Regions from separate parts of the Sus scrofa genome. Here regions 1 and 3 are each linked to region 2. A link is a contact called in public Hi-C and HiChIP or PLAC-seq data. All regions are on one chromosome and are shown on one strand. The core of a region is the stretch at or near the end of the contact, and the rest is flanking DNA. Distances in the headings are between cores, read along the strand shown.

What was found. A called contact is a pair of places that touch in the nucleus more often than the background predicts. HiChIP or PLAC-seq counts read pairs in DNA pulled down with a chosen protein or histone mark.
Region 1: a contact with region 2 is called in a Hi-C map of blood, with 2.6 times the contacts expected there. The contact joins two enhancer-like sites. A contact is called at or near these places in 1 of 5 promoter capture datasets (liver), 4 of 47 Hi-C or Micro-C datasets (adipose tissue, blood, embryonic fibroblasts and 1 more) and 1 of 2 datasets of contacts at active chromatin or transcription factors (skeletal muscle).
Region 3: a contact with region 2 is called in an H3K27ac HiChIP or PLAC-seq map of skeletal muscle, with 6 times the contacts expected there. The contact joins two enhancer-like sites. A contact is called at or near these places in 3 of 47 Hi-C or Micro-C datasets (adipose tissue, heart right ventricle and skeletal muscle) and 1 of 2 datasets of contacts at active chromatin or transcription factors (skeletal muscle).

The regions. Positions count from the first base shown.
Region 1 is chr9:55,387,003-55,389,779 of Sscrofa11.1, forward strand. The region is part of intron 8 of ETS1 (ETS proto-oncogene 1, transcription factor); the gene reads right to left. It overlaps LOC110255459 (a long non-coding RNA gene), which reads right to left. Exons shown (of 2, transcript XR_002335736.1): 1 at 572-2,777. Among named protein-coding and RNA genes, the nearest start is that of ETS1, 120 kb to the right of the region's middle. Within about 2 kb of position 1,264, at least 15 of the 83 cell types and tissues checked have an H3K27ac peak or open chromatin away from gene starts, as enhancers often do.
Region 2 is chr9:55,208,914-55,211,613 of Sscrofa11.1, forward strand. No RefSeq gene overlaps it. Among named protein-coding and RNA genes, the nearest start is that of ETS1, 300 kb to the right of the region's middle. Within about 2 kb of position 1,253, at least 24 of the 83 cell types and tissues checked have an H3K27ac peak or open chromatin away from gene starts, as enhancers often do. A contact at or near this core is called in adipose tissue and skeletal muscle, where this site is marked.
Region 3 is chr9:55,428,837-55,431,536 of Sscrofa11.1, forward strand. All of the region lies in intron 3 of ETS1 (ETS proto-oncogene 1, transcription factor), which reads right to left. Among named protein-coding and RNA genes, the nearest start is that of ETS1, 82 kb to the right of the region's middle. Within about 2 kb of position 1,330, at least 31 of the 83 cell types and tissues checked have an H3K27ac peak or open chromatin away from gene starts, as enhancers often do. A contact at or near this core is called in adipose tissue and skeletal muscle, where this site is marked.

The sequences.
Region 1 (2,777 bases), core at 14-2,513, 180 kb after region 2:
AGGGGACGCTGGCGACGCTGACCTTCGGGCAGCAGCATCCGAGTCCCAGTCCAAGGGACGTTCTCATTTGTGCCCAGACACAAAGGGAGGCTGGCTCTCGCGGGTACAGTTCCTCCCGGAGAACATCTCTATGTCGCTCAGCGTCCATCTGTCCAAACCCCCAGGGCCCAGGCTCTGTCCCTTGCCCTCCATCCAACATATCCTCACATTGTTGAGCCTTTTACTCCATTCTCCTGGCACCTCCCTCGCCCCATCCACCCACCAACCAGACTGTGGTCCCAGTGACCTTTGTCCCAGGGAGCAGAGAATGGTACTAAGAATAGTGCCCATCACAGGGCGGGGGGGAGCGAGGGGGCTCACACACTAACTGTGACTCACAATGGTGTCCCTGTCTGGGGCCCCCACAGCAGTCAACAGCGGCCTTCACCAGGCTGCCCCGGGGTGTCACACATCAGGAATCCAGTGGCATCACTGGGAAACTATGCTTCTCAAGTCGGAGCTCTGAACCACAACAACAGAGGGGTCCCTGTTAGAAGGCAGTGTCTCCGCAGCCGTGCGGGAGGGCGGGCACCACACACACACACACACACACACACACACACACTCACACGCCCCCCACCCCTGCCCGCTCCCCCAGGCTGCAGCGGGGAGTTTCCTCTGACGGCTTTGTTCTCAGCTTCTGGGGAAGACAAAAATTCTCAGTACAACACTGATGGTCCCACTCAAAGACTATGTATGACACAACCTCAGTTATCGGGGGCATCTGAAGGGACCCCAGGCCAGCAGAGCTAGTCACACAAGGACGTTTCCCTCCAGAGGGGACCCTCAAAGTAGTTCAAGTCCAGGGCTAATAACCACTCCCTCTTTTTGTAAGGCAAGGCACCCAGTATATTCCTACTCATCTGGTTGTTTCCCTTCTCTTTGTCTAGGGACCAGAAGGCTCCTGTCTGTCTCCTTGAGGGGTGATTTTAAAAACGCCCCCGTTTTTTGGCCCCCTGGCTTAGAGGCTAAGAAGAGAGCAGCTCAGGTAAATGGAAAAAGCAAAAGGCCAGGACAGGATTTGAATCAAGTGCCCTGGATCATAACTGTTCCCAGAATGAGAAAAAAGATGTCAGCATCTTTCTTCTCATTCTCCAGGCTCGGGGGTTGCCTGCCACAGCAGTGAATTTACAGCTGGTCAACCAGGCTCAGGGTGGGGACCCCTTTCCAGTTCAGCTTCAAGTTCTCACTCTGTCGCCTGTGCCCAGCGTGAGGCAACCACACAGGAGCAGAGCCCAAGGCAGTGGCTGTCTCGGTCAGCACCCCCATCGTCTGTGTGCACATCAAGACCAAGCCTAGCAGCCTGCTCTCCGTAAATCTCTCTCATCACTAGAACACACACTCCAAGGGCGGGGACTGTGAGTTTTCACTGCTGTCACCCAAAGCCTAGCACAGTGCCTCACCAGCAAACACAATCGAAAAGCTGTCTGCCGTGGGGTGACTCCTTCCACCTGTTAGTTCCCTCCCACCCTAGGCTGCATCTGATCGAACCTTCTGTGTTCCGTGCCAGGCGTGGGACCTGGCCTGGGACAGGTGCTCAGTAAATATTTACTGAACTGTATTACCCCAACAATCCTCTGCAGAAAGGTGTCAGGGTACAAGCGACCCAAACTGCTTCTCTCTATTAAACTATATTTGGGGCCAAACAATATGGGTGACTCCCAGGCTATGTTTCATCAACATGTGCCCCAAAATAAAAACGGCCCCACCTCCTGTCCTTTGGGGATTCATTTGCTACTTTGAGCATCTAATCTCTGTAGCTCGACTCTCAAAGTCAAATCAAAGACCTCGGTGTGGGCAGGACACCACATTTATTTTAACCTATGAAACTCTCATGGTTGGTCACCCTTGCAACAGGGCTCACTCTGCCCCCATAGTACACATCTGACAGGTGGTCCTAAAACAGAGGAACGGGACTGACTGGCCCCTCCCTTCCCCCAGGTGTCTCTACCCACAGCCAAACGATGATGGCAAAAACAGAACACTCGACTCCAGAAATGACCCATCTGTTCACAAGTGTATCTTTTTTTTCAAACTACTGCAGGAGTGCCCACCTTTGTGGGTGGGGTGGGTGACCCTAGAATCTAAGCATCACCCTCTGCCTTCAACACCTTCTCAATGATCATCCACAAAAGATCCCGAAGTCCTTCTCATGCCGTCCAGTCCTGAGGAAATGACCTTTAATGACAAATGGAACAGAAAGCATCCTGACAGTTTCTTGCCCTCAGGGCCAAACCCAACAGGAGCTGCACTATCTTCTGAGTGGGGATGAATCAGTCAAGAAATTGTATTGCTGGATCGTTTGGCATCCGAAGCACTGAAGATTTTCAAAAGGAGGAAGAGGATGGTCTGCTTGATGTGCCTTTTCCCATTTCCTCGGAGCTATGGCCCTGCTGTGGCCCCAACTCAACCCAGTCTCACGTAAACCCCAACACGATCCATATGCGGTACGTCCTATAACTGATCAAGGAAGCCTTAGTTCAGCGAATCACTACAGACCAACATGTTCTATGCACATGGTCCTCTATCCATGGCTAGGAAATCGAAGGCAGCCATCGGGGACCTCAGTTCCAATAAGTCCACTCAGGACCACACACAACATTCTAACCTGTGCTTGAAAAACCCACTCGACGACACCTTCGTGACCTTGCGCTTAACATACTGCCGAAACAGCCAGGACCTAACAATGTAAATAAGTTAGAAAACAATTAAAACCAGCCTGGACACCAAGTCCCTGC
Region 2 (2,700 bases), core at 3-2,502:
GCTCCCACTTGGAGAGACTGTAACTCTTGGGCTGTAGTTATTACACAACTGGCCAACCAGTTGTGGTCTTATCAATAATATGTGTCATGCAAAACAAGCTTCAATCATTTCCCAAATAAATGGACATAGGGCTTGGATGCATACATATAAATCCCTTTTTTTTTTAATTTCAGAATACATAGAGACGTTTCATCATTGTGTGTCAAGGAACACCGAGAGTATAAACACAAGCACATATTCTGTTAGGCTGTTGACATTCAAAAGGGATACCCCACTCATAATGTGGGGAAATGACTGCACTGGACCTACCCTCTCGTTTCACAGATAACGTTTTATAGATTCTCACTGAGGAGAAGGACCAGCCCACCGTCATTCAGCTCTTTGGTGACTGGACCACATATCAACACAGGGCATCCCAGCTTTTTCCTATACCATGTCCCCTCAGGTGCACCCTCCCAAACACCCTGATCTGAAAGGACAGCCCAAGTCAACTTAATTTATTTCTGAAACAGAACCACTCATTCGAGGACCGTGCGCCACGCTCTCCACCAGCCTGATGGCTGCTTCCTCCCATCTCCTCACTGGGGCAAGTGCTCTCATTATTATCCCCATTTCATAAGTTAAAAGGGGGCACTGGAGGAGTTCCATCATTTGCACAAGGCCACTTGGCGACTAAGGTGCGGGGACAGATGCAAACTCTTGGCTACTAAGGTGCAGGGACAGATGCAAACTCTTTGACTCCAAAGCCCAGATGTTCAAGCACTTGGCAGTACACAACTTAGAGTTCACATGTATGGAAATCAATGGTATCAGCTGAAATGAAATTTAAGGGCATCAAAAGGCAACTCCCAGGAGGGCCAGCTCTAGCCCCATAGCATCTGCTGGGGGCCGGTGTGGTGGGTGGGGCGCAGCTGGCAGGACCTCAGAGAACGCAGTGGAGAGGGCCATTTATCAAGGAAAGAGAACAGACTCAATGCCAGCACCACCAGCATTTCCTAAAAATTTGTCTCCCAGGCCCCCTTGTCAGCAACCCAAAGAGGCTCTCGGGTGCGGAGCTGGAAAATCTGTAGGGGGGACAAATACCTCAACGGCTTTTGAGCACCCCAAATTTGAAAACCCAAAGCCTGGGAGCTCCCAGGCAGGGTGTCAGCACCTGGAGTAAACAAAGGAACCCAGATTGCAAGGGCCCAGCCTCTGAGGAGCCTCCACTGAGCCCCAGCAAACACGCCCCGGGGGCCCCGCCTGCAAGAGGCAGGGGAGGGGTGTCTTTCATGTCCCTGGGTGTGCAGAAGGCTTGCGTGTGTTTGTTTAGAACAAAGCCTGTACTTAACTGGCACAAGAGAAACAGATTTTATAAATAGATGTGAGCATGAATGGTTTTTATGATTAGCTTGTTTTCAATCACCATGCCTGACCGGTGTCTGTGTTCAACTAAGTAAATATTTCTATGGTGATAGTATACACAACACAATGGCCATTATTTAATGTTAATACAAGTACCATATGGGAGGTCTTATCATGCGAGAGCCCCAAAGCATAATAAAAGCAGATAGGAATAGATAGGCAAGGGTGGGCCCTGCTGTACAGTAGGCTTGATAAAACATCTGCTCTGGCAAACGCTAGCCATGCAAGTATTTCTGCAGAGAGAACTCTTCCCCCTGGGATCTCTAGGACCAGATCAGAACGCCAGGCGCTGTGTTTTCCTCTTACTCACGCTCTGACCTTGGTTAAGTCTCCAGGCTAATTGTTTAAACATTCATGCCTCAATTTCCCCATTCTTAGGAGTGTGCTTGCCCCTCCGGGGAGTAATGACGATTTACTCCTGCTGGAATCTCGAGTTGAGAAGGGTAAGTACTGAAGTGGTGCCTCTTTCTTTGAAGCAGCCCAGAATATCAAAGGGAGACCATCCGCTGCAGGTTCCCTTTGCACCTGCACATGTGGGACCCCGGGACATTTCCAAGATGGGTGAAGCAGCCTTGGACAGACCAGAGTTCCCCAGAACTTTACGAGGAGGTAGGCATTTGCCAGGTTTACACTTGGGAGGACAACACTGATGACAGAGGGCGTGAAACTGGACTTATTCTCCAGGGACACTCAGGCAGCATGAGAACGTTCAAGGTTTTCGTGCTGTGGAAGGGGGCATTTCAGCTTTGCACGAAGCATCACTTCTCGATGGTGCTTTTGGTGTCATAAGTGCATAATACGACAGTGTTTGGTGCAATAGGATGTCTGTAGGCTGTTTATATATTATCTGGTTTCACCTTCAGAACTTGCCCTGAAGGGATGACGATGTCCAATTCTGGGATTTGGTGTTTTGCTCTTATGTGTCCTGATGAAACCCATCAACATGAAGAACTCTTGGGATTCGTTTTACCCTTTCCATCCACATGGGGCGTCCACGTCCATCAGGTCATCTATCCCACACTACCAGCCTCGCCTGTGAAAGAGGAACAGACAGTCTCAAAGGCTTATGCTTCACCCAAGCCGAGTTACACAAGTGGAGAGCTAAAACGCAAACCCAAGACTTCTGCTCTGTAAGCCTACTATTTCTAAAGACTTTTTCTCTGTAATTTGGAAAGCAGAATGGGGCCCAGGGAGGAGAATTTATCCTCTGGTGAACTCAGATTAAGCTTGCGGGCTATTGTTTCTGTTCCTTCTGGAGCAGCCAGCCCCGGGTAACACTGGCCTCCCACAAGCTCT
Region 3 (2,700 bases), core at 80-2,579, 220 kb after region 2:
CACTGAACACCTCTGCAGCCCGTAAAAGTGCCTGTTATCTCTGCCCAGACAGACACAGGCTCCCTACTCAGCGGAGCCAAACCAAGAGAGCCACCAGCTCCGCAGGTGTGAGGGCGCGTGCTTGGAGCATCAGGGGAGAGCAGTGGGGTCTCTGGTCAGGAAAACCCAGGTCCACCTCCTCAGGCGCATGGCCGGACAGCCTCACCAGCAGACCTTTACCCCTGGCTGCTGACGGCTGCGGGCTGTCTCCCAGGAGTGATAAAAATGTACCAGAGTCAGTTTTCGGTGATGGTTGCACAACTCTGTGAATGTACTAAAACCACTCAATTGTACACTTGACCATGGTGAGTTTTACATTATGTGAATCATGTCTTCATTTAAAGCAACAATACTAACAAAAAAAAAAAAAAAAGAGCTAACAAGCACCTGCTGTGAGTCAAGCGATCGGAGTACCTCGGTGACTGGGAAACGTGGAAGGGAAACCTGGAGTTTTGTGGGGGCAACGAACTCCCCCCCCCCATAAGCACACAAACAGGTGCAAGTGTCTCACACTCAACTTGTGACGATGGTTCCAATGATGGCCGAGATGAAAGGTTTTGCAATGGAGAGTGAGTGATGGGGCTGGTTCCAGAAGCCGTGGGGCCAGGGGTAGGAAAGAACCCGCTGCTGTCCTGAGCATGGGGGGCAAGGGAGAGGAGGGAGCCAAGGTGTCAAGGACAACTCCAAGGGCAGGTGGATGGCATCAGTGAGAGGGAAGAGACAGCTATGTGACCTCAGCCACAGAGAGACCTCGGGAGATGGCACGGAGGCCCACTCTCCGGGGGACCATGGGAGGTGCTGGGGCAGGGCACATCCCGAGGTGGTTGCCTGGCGTCTCCGATGTCTGGGACCACTTATGTGAGGCCTGAGAGAGAGGGCCACAGACTGCAGGAGATAAGCAGGGCACCTCGCATTCCCCTGACCCCAAGCTGTCCCCAGAAGAGGCTGCCCAGGAGCTCACCTAGAGTGACATTAGCATTAGCAGATTTCTAAGTATAAGGCTTTCAGGAGAAGACGTCTCCACCAGACCTGAGTCTTTCTGGAAGTTTCTCTCCCAATCCCTTGGTGGGGGTTGGGGGGGCAGACAGAAATGGGCTTCAGGCAAACAAACACTGGACCAGGCTCACCGGCCCTGAACCGAGAAAGGTGCAGCTCACAATACTGTGACCAAAAGGGACCTTTTGGAAAATTCTTTTCCAAGAGGGATCATGAGTTTGGGCCCCTGGAATGCCCCGGAGAAGTTCTGATTGGCTCGCAGGCCCTGACTCAGATTGAGCACCAGCTCCACCCTCAGATGAGTAAATAAACTGACCCACAGACTGGGGGAGGGGGAGGGGGCAGCGGGAACAGGATGGGAACCCAGAGAAGGCCGGTGCTGACTCTATGCAGAGAAGAGACAGATGAGGCATCAAGTCCCTTCCACAGACGGTGGTGCGACACAATTCAGGAAATATTTCTCTGGGCCTCACACACCACTCCAGTTGGGACACAGCCCTGCCCTGGCAGCCCGCGCGTTGCTGCTTTATAATACACTGAATTAGTCACTGGATTAGCAAGCGCATTTACACACATAGGAGCACAGCTGTTTAAAGACACAGGATCCCCTCTTCCAGGTGCCAGAGTTTGGCTGCAAATCAACCACCGCAAGTGGCAACGGGCACAGGGTTCCCAAAGGCGTCTTCAGTTGCAAAGCGATCTAGGGAAAGTCCGTTAGAATTGGGAGGGTCTGACGGGCACGTCCAGAAGGAAGCAAGGCCAGTGGGCTTTTTCAGACCCGAGATATTATCTTCGAGGCTGCCGCGTGGATGCACTGACCTGGCCCTTCTCAGCAGTGGGCTGACGTGGGGTGGGGGTGGGGGGCGGCCTGGCTGGGGACAGGATGGCCCGGGGCAGGCAGCTCTCCCCTGGGCTGGCTGCACCCACAGGTGGCAGAGGTTTCCTCCTAAACCCTCAGATGCCAAGGTCACCTTCAGAAAAGAAGGGATTCCAGGCAAAGAGAACACTTCGGCAGTGAAGAGAGTTCTATATCCTGATGCTAGCAATTCCAAGAACCAGCCCTGTTGACCCAGCCATGCCCGGACATGATGTTCCAGAGTCGCAACGGTGACCTGAGGCCCGGCTCAAGTCTGGTAAGAGTGCGTGAGAGGAAGAAAACAGTGTCATCAGCCACAGGGACTGTGCTGGCCCACTTGGTTAGGGGGGTGTCAAGTGGAAAATTTTCTGTAACCAGGTTAACAGCAACCACAGTCCTAACAACCACTGAAGTAGCAACGGTGCTGTCAGCAAAGAGCACTGGTACAGAAGTGGCAGCCTACAAGACCGCAGGATAGGGCACCTTTTAGGAGACCCTGTGTCGGTGAAAAAGCATGTTACAGGATTTATCTCAAATCCTTACAAGAGCCCCGAAAGCTCTTTATGACTATCTCCACTGTAGGGATTAGAAAACGAAGGCTCAGGGAAGTTGAATACGTAGCCTGAGGACAAATGAGCGAGCAGAGCATGCAAACGGCAGGGCTATGTCACCCCCAAACCGTGCTCCTTCCAGGACGGGGCAGCTGCCGTGGGGACCTCATCGCAACCAACAGAATAAAAGAGAGGCTGTGGGCTTCAGGGACCAAGAGGACTTTCTACAGAGCAACCCAAGCGCAGATCCCTTCCCTG